2 separate regions of the Mus musculus genome follow, and region 1 is linked to region 2. Evidence: chromatin contacts called from public HiChIP or PLAC-seq data. All regions are on one chromosome and are shown on one strand. The core of a region is the stretch at or near the end of the contact, and the rest is flanking DNA. Distances in the headings are between cores, read along the strand shown. Region 1 overlaps Ccm2 (cerebral cavernous malformation 2). Region 2 holds the start of Snhg15 (small nucleolar RNA host gene 15).

Region 1 (4,494 bases), core at 57-2,556, 58 kb after region 2:
CCTGGTGACTTCTCAGTCCCTGCTCCCCATAATTGATGTTGCCTCCACTGCTTAGATATAGGTGATCCCCAGAAAGAAGGGTGGTGACCGAAAGCTGTAACAGGGACTTCCTCTGAGCCCAACCAACATTTGTTTTGTTGTTTTGTTGTTGTTTTGTTTGTTTGTTTTTAATGAGACAGGGTCTCTACATAGCCCTGGCTGTCTTAGAACTCGCAGAGGTCTCCCTGCCTCTGCCTCCTGGATACTAGCGTTAAGGTTGCCCAGCCACATCTAGTCTCCAGTCTACATTTGAGCCCCAGTGTTCCCAAAGCTGGGACAGCAAAGCCAGTTCCCCCGGCCCCGTGCTGCCTCCTTGTTCAGACAGCAGGGTGCTCCTTCCACTTGCTGTGCTCCTCCCCCGGGTGCTCCTCCCCCAGTGCTCACAGGGCCCGCCTTCCTTCATGTTAGTGTCCACCCTAACATCTACGGCAATGAGAAATGAGGGGAGAACCTGCCCTACCTGTGTCAGCACAGGCACACTGGCCTAGGCTTGCTGGGTCACTCCGAGTGAGGATGATCCCAAAGCCAGCTCCAGAGGGCTGGTGACAAGGCACAAGGGTCAGATGGTCTAGGCTTTTTCACGGTATGGGAAGAGTGTCTTATGATGCTAGTTCAAGTGCTATGGTCAGCTCCAGGCAGCTGGGGTTGTGAAGTGATTTTAGCTGCTCTGCCTTGTCTATGTAGAATGGCTCATTCCCTGCCCAGCATACTTACATACCATATTTTCTCTTATACAACTCACACGTCCCATATCACACATACTATATACACACAGTTGCATATATCACACTCCCATAGACTGGAACACACTTGCCTGCCCAGCCCAGTCACATCTACACACATATGTAGATGCATGTGGTAGATACTTGCCCTCACACAGAAGATAGTTTGATTACCAAGTTCATCTGAACAAGCTCCTCTTGAATTATTTAACTTACAAAGGCTTATTTTTAGTTAAGATCTCACTCTAATCTTATCTGACCTGGAATTCACTCTGAGGTCCAGGGTAGCCTTGAACTTACAACAGTTCTGCCTCAGCTTTCTGAGTAATGGAATTACACAAGTGAGCTTTTTAAAAGTGGAAAAGGCTTGTTTGGCTCTTGGCTAATGAGGTTCCAGACCAAGAGACCGTTGCTTCTAGGCTCGGTGCAGGTAGGAATTGTATGGCAGAGCATAGCTGCTTGCTTCACAGCCAGAAAGCCCAAAAATAGGAACAGGGTTGGGCCCCATGGTTTCTTTTGATAGCATGCCCCTGTGACCAAAGCACTTCCTAATTTTTTTCTCACTTCCTGGTAGCACCACCTGGAGGCCAAGTCTTTGTCACTTACTTAGCATCCAAGTCAGAGTGTTTTGTTTTTTTTCTCAGGGTTGAGTGAGTCTGTCTGTTTGATGCTAGGCATTGAATTAGGTTAAGCAGTACGAAATTGTCACTATTTTAATCTGTAAAAATGTCAGTTTAACATGACTCAAACTAGTACAAAGTATCTGACATGAACTACCTCAGTTAGCAACTATAATATACCTAAGAGGCGTCCATGAGTCTCCGCTCACAAGTGGGTGAAGGTAGGTGGTCTTGAACTGGTTCCTTCCTGCTTCAGACCCCTGTCCAGCATCACCAAGGTGAGCCTCTGGCTCTTGACTCTCAGAGAAGAGAGGGAGGAGCCTGGCTCCTGATCAGGTTCCTGTGGGTATTTTAAGCTGATATGGAGAAGCGTTCCCTATAGTTCTCATGCTGCAGGGATGTTTCTCTGCTTGAATCAGTACAATAAATTGTTAAGGAAGAGAAAATAGAAATTTCCCTCCATATAAGGAACATTCCAAAACCATGAGACACAGTGCAGAGAGTCTGCTCCTCTCAGCAGCAGAGAATGCATCTCTGTCCCAGGGCGGCCTCGCTGTGGCAGGAGTGTGTGTGTATCCACCCTGATCCGGGCTTCTGGGCACAAGGGCTGGTTTGGGTTTTGGCTTGTAGTTTCCTCACCCAGAGCCAGGCAGATGCATTGGTAACGCTCGCTGGGCACCTCCTTGCATGAGGCAGGCACCTGTGTATCTCTTCTGTCCAGAGGGTTCTAGTGTTTGAGGCAGTCAAGTGTGGACAGCTCAGGTCCATTCACCTGGAGAGAGGCTGAAGCAGGGAACCTGCTTATCTGCCAGAGATGGAGGAGAGGCAGGTGGCAGGCAGGTCTGAGCCTGTGTGGCTGTCTCGGCCTGCTGCCCAGAGGGTAGAAGTGACATCCTCTCACAGATGGTACCTGGCTGGTACCCACACTTCACAGCTGCCCACTGAGGGCCAAGAAGCTAATTTAAAATGTTAACAAAAATAAAAACAAGTGAAATGACTTATAATAATACATTCATAGTCTCTCTCTGTATGTGGGGGTGGGGGGTATACATATACCAGCTGAACTACATCCCTAGCCTTCTATTTTTTGTTTGTTTGTTTGTTTTGTTTGTTTTGGTTTTTGTTTTTCGAGACAGGGTTTCTCTGGCTGTCCTGGAATTCACTTTGTAGACCAGGCTGGCCTCGAACTCAGAAATCCACCTGCCTCTGCCTCCCAAGTGCTGGGATTAAAGGTGTGTACCACCACTGCCCATTTTGGCTTTTTTTTTTTTTTTTTTTTTTTTTTTTTGAGATAGTGTTTGCTGAAGGCTGGTCTTAAGCTCACTGGCAGGCCCAGGCAGGCCTTGAACTCACTCTGACTCTTCTGCTTCTGGCATTGCAGGCATGCTCCGCCATGCTGGCTTTAACAGTGTCTCTGCTTTGCCTCCTGTGTCTAATAGTTGCTATGAGAGCACGTGACTGCTATGAAGCTGACTGAGCTCGTTGTTGGCTGGAAAGCAGTGAAGCACGGGTGTGATTTGCCTGTGCTACATGGTGCTTACACTCAGAAGCTCTGCGGTCAGTGGCTGTCGTCAGGACACGGCTGTCCCAGGATCTCACTAGTAGCTCACAGCCATAGTCTGTACTCCCACCTCCATCTGGCCTAAGCCTGTCTCTGCTTGTGTTCCCAGGGCTGTGGCTAAAGCCTTATGTTTCTCCAGTTTTGCCTTCTGCACACTCCTGAGGAGGGTGACAACAGGGCCACCTCTAAGCTTAGCATATAGTCCCAGCACCCTTCCCAAGCTGGTTTCAGAGTGCCGCTCCCTGGACAACTCCTTGCGTTTCCAGTGTATACGTTTTTGTGTACAATGTGAGGATGTGGCCTTGGGCCTTGTCCTTATCTACAGCTAGGCCAGTCACAGGCTTTCAGGTCCCTCACTTTAGTTTATTCTTCTGCAGGAAGAGAATGCCTTAGGCCCCAACTCCCTTGAGGCGTGGACCCCTGCTGGAATTATTTGTAGTCTGTTAACTTGAGTAGTGTACGCTCCTGCCTTAGCTCTAAGCAGTTGAAGGCCAGCTGGCATGGTTTGGCACAGTGGGATATGAAGATGGGTGCTTAGGTGCCCTGTACCTCTCACAAGCTAGTTTTGTTTGGAAGGTCTAGGGGTTGGATTTTATTTATAGATTTTTTTTTTTTTTGCTTTTCAAATTTTTTTTATAGATTTATTTTTATTTTATACACACGCACGCACACACACCATGCTGTGCTGGCGTGAACACCTGTGCCGTGGTGTGCATGTAGAGGTCAGAGGACAGCTGGGTGGAGCTGCTTCTCATCTTCCACCATTATTGGGTTCCTGGGGATGGCGCTCAGGTTGTCGGCCTTGCATGGCGAGTGCTTTTGCACTGAGACATCTCACAGGCCCTGGGGAGTGAATGTTCTTGCTGGTACCTCAGCTGCCCTCGTGCCTGCCCTCCATGCACTGCACTAACTGATGTGTTTACTTCTCAGCCCAGGACCCAGGCATCTCTCCCAGCCAGAGTCTGTGTGCAGAAAGTTCTAGAGGCCTCAGCGCAGGTTCCTTGTCAGAAAGTGCAGTGGGGCCAGTAGAGGCATGTTGCCTGGTCATCATGGCCACAGAGAGCAAGGTGAGACCTCCCTGTTGTGTACCAGAGCTGTCCAAGCCTTGCCCGAGACCCAGCACATCCTGGTCCTACCTGTGATTAGAGGCTGCCTTGCCTCTAGCCCAGCCCTACCCAAGATCCGACGCCAGCCTTAGAATCCTGGCTCTAGCCAGCCCTTCCTTCTGCTCTGTCTAGCACTACTTCACACATTGTCCCTTCCCAGAGTTTCTCCCTGACCAAGCCCTGTCCATGACCTAATAAATGTCCCTACCTATAACCACAGCTGCCCACACTCCCAGGTTCCAGAGGGTACCTCCCATACCCAGTTCATCTACCTCACTCCCCTCTGCCAGCCTTGCCCATAGGCTCTCTTGGCCAGTCCTCAAGCACCATCCCCAAGATGGTCAGTAGAGCGTTTGCTTACCAGTCTCCTCTTTGGAATGCCTCTCCCCACTCTCACACTGACTGATAGTGATGGCTACAGGCATGGCGACCTGTATACCACGCCC
Region 2 (4,587 bases), core at 1,501-4,000:
GACTTCCTCATGGACACTATGCTGAAATCAAACCAGAGGCAAATGCCATCTACAAGAATCTAACCCAGGAGTCTAACCTTTCTGAGATTTAATCACATGACTTATAATATGGAAAGGTCACAGGTTTCTCATTGTCTTTAAATACACTTTAACCAGATGACTGAGTCATGGACAACTACTAAGTCAGACAGAAGTAGAGCCCGAGCTTCCTGGCACAGGCTGGTAATTCAAACTCTAGGGAGGTAGAAACATGAGTTAAGGAGTTCAAAGCCATCACTGGCTGCATAGCAACTTTGAGGCCAGCCTAATTCCTGATGTGACCTGAGTGTCTTCTTGCATCCTCACCTCTTTGGTGGAAGTTCCACGAAACAGCCTGATGGTCTCTGAAGTGCTATCAAGTCTCTTCTAGCTCCAGCACCTTAGGTTTCCTAGACCGAAGGAAGAGTCAGTGAGCCAAATGCATTAACACTAAGCTGGCAACTGTCCACGTACCATTTACCCCACAGCTTCCATACCAAGAACAGGACATTTCCCTTCAACACAACTCAGTCATGACTGGCACTCCAGAAAAGAACACAGGCTGTAGGACTAGAGATGCCTGCTATCAAAGGAGAAAACCAATTCCTGCAAGCTGTTCTCTGACCTTGATGTTCTATGCCATCCATTGGCCCATACCTACCCATGGACACGCACACAAAAGAAGTACAATTAAAGGTTTGAGTTAAGGGGCTGGAGATAGATAGCTCAGCAGTTATCACTGACTGCTCTTCTAGAAGTCCTGAACTCAGCAACCACGTGGTGGCTCAGAACCATCTGTAATGGGATCTGATGCCCTCTTCTGGTGTGTCTGAAGTCAGTGACAGTGCACTCACATATGTGACATTGAAAGAACTCAGTGGGGAAACCCCCACTCAGCTCCCGATTCGGCGTGCACCCAAGAATCACGAATAGAACACAACACCTTGATGTAACAACAAGAGGTTTTTTTAATGGCGGAGCTCCGGGTCGAAACGTATCTCACATAACAGGAGACAGTGGATTCGACCACGAGGCTTGGAAGCTAGGGGTTTTTATAGAAAAGGAGTGGGGCTGGGGGAGGAATTGGCGCGGTTTCACATCAGCAGCCTGTAACATTTAACTTAGGTCAGAGGGGTGGGAGCTAGGGAGGCGATGGGCTTGCCCGGGCATGTCCTGGTCTGTTCTGCTATGTTCTCAGCCCCAGGTTTCAAAGCTCAGAAACAACTCTTTGGGCTATTTAACATACATTACATGAATTACAGTTTTATTCCCTTTCAACATAAAGATTTGAAATGAGGGCCTGGTGTGGTAACACACACCCTTAATCCCAGTACCTGGGATTCCTTCCTTTTGCCGGGAGGCTTTCCTTAGGTATTGGCACAGCAGCCAGATTTCTACCATCTGCAGGCTCTCTGCCTTTTAAGAACCAGGCCTAAGGCCCGGTGTGGTGGCACACGTCTTTAATCCCAGCACTCGGGAGGTAGAGGCAGATGGATTTCTGAGTTCCAGGCCAGCCTGGTCTACAAAGTGAGTTCCAGGACAGCCAGGGCTACACAGAGAAACCTTGTCTCGAGAAAAGAAAAAAAAAAAAAGAAAAATAAGGCCTAGAGCCCAAATGGAACCAAAACCACGTGTCACCACACCTGGGGTTTTACTTCAACACCGGAGACCCAACTCTGGTACTCCTGCTGTATTTTGTAACTGTTTTAAGGATTTACTACTTTGTACTAACTCTGGAGCACAGAAAAATATTCAGCTGGGTGTAGCCTTACACACCTTTAATCCCAGCACTCAGGAGGCAGAGGTGAGTGGATCTGTTTTGAGTTCCAGGACAGCAAGAACTACAGAGAAACCTTGCCTCAAAACAAAACCAACAAGAAATGACTTATTTGCCTCTGCACCATGTGCAGAACTATCCCACACAGTTAAACAAAACAAAAAACCCAAAGTGCAGCATTGCAAATCTTACCGGCTTGTAATTTATCCACGTGGCAGGTGTCTGCCATATTGTCTGAAATTTCTATAACCTTGCTCTGGAGAGGGCAGGGCAAGGCCTCAAACCACTTCAAAATTGTTCTGGCAAGCACTGTAGGAATGCACAGGGTCACTGCAGACCCAAGCACGCTGGAGGCTTGCTAAGTATATCACTCCAATCCTGCACGACCCATACTGCAGTCTCCCAGTCCCCAGAAGTCTAGGGGAGAGAATTAGTCCTGAAAATGAATTCAAGATACGGAGTTTGGCTTCACCGGCCACCGAGCTTCCACAACTGACTTACCAGGACATGTCCCAAAGCTCGGTCATCCCTTCCACGCTGTAGGGCCACCCACAGGGCCTCGATGTCCACCTAGGAGGGGAGAAAAGACAGATTCAGCGCAGCCAGTGCGTATCACCCAGTTCTAGCCCCTCCGAACGTTCTCTCGTAAAAGGAAAAAAAAATCTCTTGAGGGAAGACTCTGCTTGCTTGGGCGGAACTAGCTGGGGTTGGAAAGGAATCCCCCAGAAACAGGCCTAACTCACCCGGTGGCACGTGTCTCCCCAGGGCAAACGTCCCTGCTCCACCGCAGGCTGATCTCCTGCCACCGAGCTCAGCCATCTCTACCTGGACTCGGAATAGCCCTGCACGGCGCCTGTGCCCTGATGACGGAAGATAAGGTGAGGGCCGCAGCACATGCTAGGAAGGACCCGCCAGCCATGGCTGCCAGCTGAGGACGCTCACGTGTGCTTAAAGTTACGGTCACAGCAGCGAGCCGCGCACGCGTAACGTCACCACGCAGCCCCGCCCAAAGCCGCGTGCGCGGGCTCCAAGACACTGACGTCAGCGCCCCTGGGGCGTGGCCTCGAGCGCGGGTTTAACCCGCTCCCCCAGCTGGCCGGTCCTGGTAGTGGCGGTTGATCGAATGCGGACCTCAGACTCAGGGATTGCCTTCTGCATCCTATCCTTTTAGTAATCCGGGTGCCAAAGCTGGGGCCTGGAACCGGAGGTAGCCCTGGCTGAGAAACACGTGGACGCTGGGCCCTGGGATGGACCAACACAACAACAACCAACAACAAAGTGATGTGAATGGACCAGAAAGTGAGAGGGGGCAGGAAAGAAAACCTCGGTCAGCATTTTTATTTTCTTTATTTTTTGTTTGTTTTGTTTTTCGAGACAAGTTTCTCAGTGAAGGCCTGGCTGTCCAGGAACTCTGTAGAACAGGCTGGCCTCGAACTCAGATCCACCTGCTTCTGCCTCCACAGTGTTAAGATTAAAGGCGTGGGACACCACTGCCCATCTTTTCCTTTCTTTTAAAAACATATGTCTGCCCTTTCTTCACCTTCCAACATGGACTTCTTCACGAATTTGCTGCAGAAACAAGCACCACAAGAAGCACGAGTCTTTGTAATAGTTAACAAAGCTTATGGCCACACTCAGATCAGAAGTCACCGGAGAACCATTCCCAAGCCCAGGGCCTTGAGCTTGCAAATGCTCTACTGTCACATCCTCAGCCCTTTCTTGAATTTTTCTTTCTCTCTTTTATTCCCCCCTCTTTTTAGAGGTTGGGTGGCTTAGTTCTCATTAAATTTCTAGTGACACAAACCACAGGCTCATAACTGAAAAGGAGCTAAGACTTTATTTTTGGCCCAGGAAGGTAGATCGGCAGCGAAAGGCTCTTGCCACTAAGCCTAAATTTGAATCTCAGAAACTATAAGGTGGAAGGAAAGGGGACTTCATCAAATTGTTTGCCCACTCCACTTGTAGGCTGTGTGTATGTGCATGCTTACGTGTCACACATACAAACACACACAAATGTAACAATAAAAATTACAAAGAGTTTATAATTGGTGCTGTAGAGATGGCTCAGTAGTTAAAAGCACTTGCCACTCTTACACAGAGCCCAGATTCAATTCCCAGCGTCCACATGGTGATGACAACTATCCTTAACTGCAGTTCCAGGGATCTGCACATTCAAGTAGCTGGGATTACAATCCGGGCTCACCAGGCCCAGCTGGGAGTCATCTTTTCTGAATGTAGTTGTCAGAGGACTTGAGGCTCCAACTTTCAATGCTTTAATGACAAGAGTTTGTTCCTTGACTCCAAATTGCAAAACCTGCCTGTTTGGGGCCAACACGATGGCTCACTGGGTAAAGAAAGGCACTTGACACAGAGCCTGATGACCTGAGTTTGACCCCTGGCACACTTGTGGTAGGAGAGGAGCAAGTCCCACAAGTTGTTCTTTGAACTCCGTGCATGTGCACGCATTAAATAACTATAATTAAAAAAATTAGGGGCTGGTGAGATGGCTCAGCGGGTAAGAGCACCCGACTGCTCTTCCGAAGGTTCGAAGTTCAAATCCCAGCAACCACATGGTGGCTCACAACCACCCATAATGAGATCTGACTCCTTCTTCTGGAGTGTCTGAAGACAGCTACAGTGTACTTACATATAATAAATAAATCTTTAAAAAAAAAAAAAACTTTAAAAAAAATTAGGGGCTGGTGAGATGGCTCAGTGGGTAAGAGCACCCGACTGCTCTTCCGAAGGTTCGAAGTTCAAATCCCAGCAACCACATGGTGGCTTACAACCAC

Evidence for each region. HiChIP or PLAC-seq counts read pairs in DNA pulled down with a chosen protein or histone mark.
Region 1: an H3K4me3 HiChIP or PLAC-seq map of the 230-238 cell line shows a contact between it and region 2, with 42 read pairs. The contact joins the enhancer-like site here to the promoter of Snhg15 in region 2. A contact is called at or near these places in 7 of 39 promoter capture datasets (the C10 cell line, cranial neural crest, hematopoietic stem and progenitor cells and 3 more), 2 of 15 datasets of contacts at CTCF or cohesin (large pre-B cells and pro-B cells), 10 of 484 Hi-C or Micro-C datasets (the 63-12 cell line, B cells, CD8 T cells and 4 more), 7 of 115 datasets of contacts at active chromatin or transcription factors (the 230-238 cell line, the SCID.adh cell line and embryonic stem cells) and 3 of 9 other capture datasets (adipose tissue, liver and pancreatic islet).

The regions. Positions count from the first base shown.
Region 1 is chr11:6,585,560-6,590,053 of GRCm38.p6, forward strand. It overlaps Ccm2 (cerebral cavernous malformation 2), which reads left to right. Exons shown (of 10, transcript NM_146014.3): 5 at 3,873-4,009. Among named protein-coding and RNA genes, the nearest start is that of Nacad, 18 kb to the right of the region's middle. Within about 2 kb of position 1,307, at least 103 of the 459 cell types and tissues checked have an H3K27ac peak or open chromatin away from gene starts, as enhancers often do. A contact at or near this core is called in the 230-238 cell line, the 63-12 cell line, B cells and 5 more, where this site is marked.
Region 2 is chr11:6,526,010-6,530,596 of GRCm38.p6, forward strand. It overlaps Snhg15 (small nucleolar RNA host gene 15), which reads right to left and starts at 2,751. Exons shown (of 4, transcript NR_045893.1): 1 at 2,539-2,751; 2 at 2,297-2,365; 3 at 346-428. LOC115487884 (a small nucleolar RNA gene) reads right to left here and starts at 2,156; the gene lies at 2,024-2,156.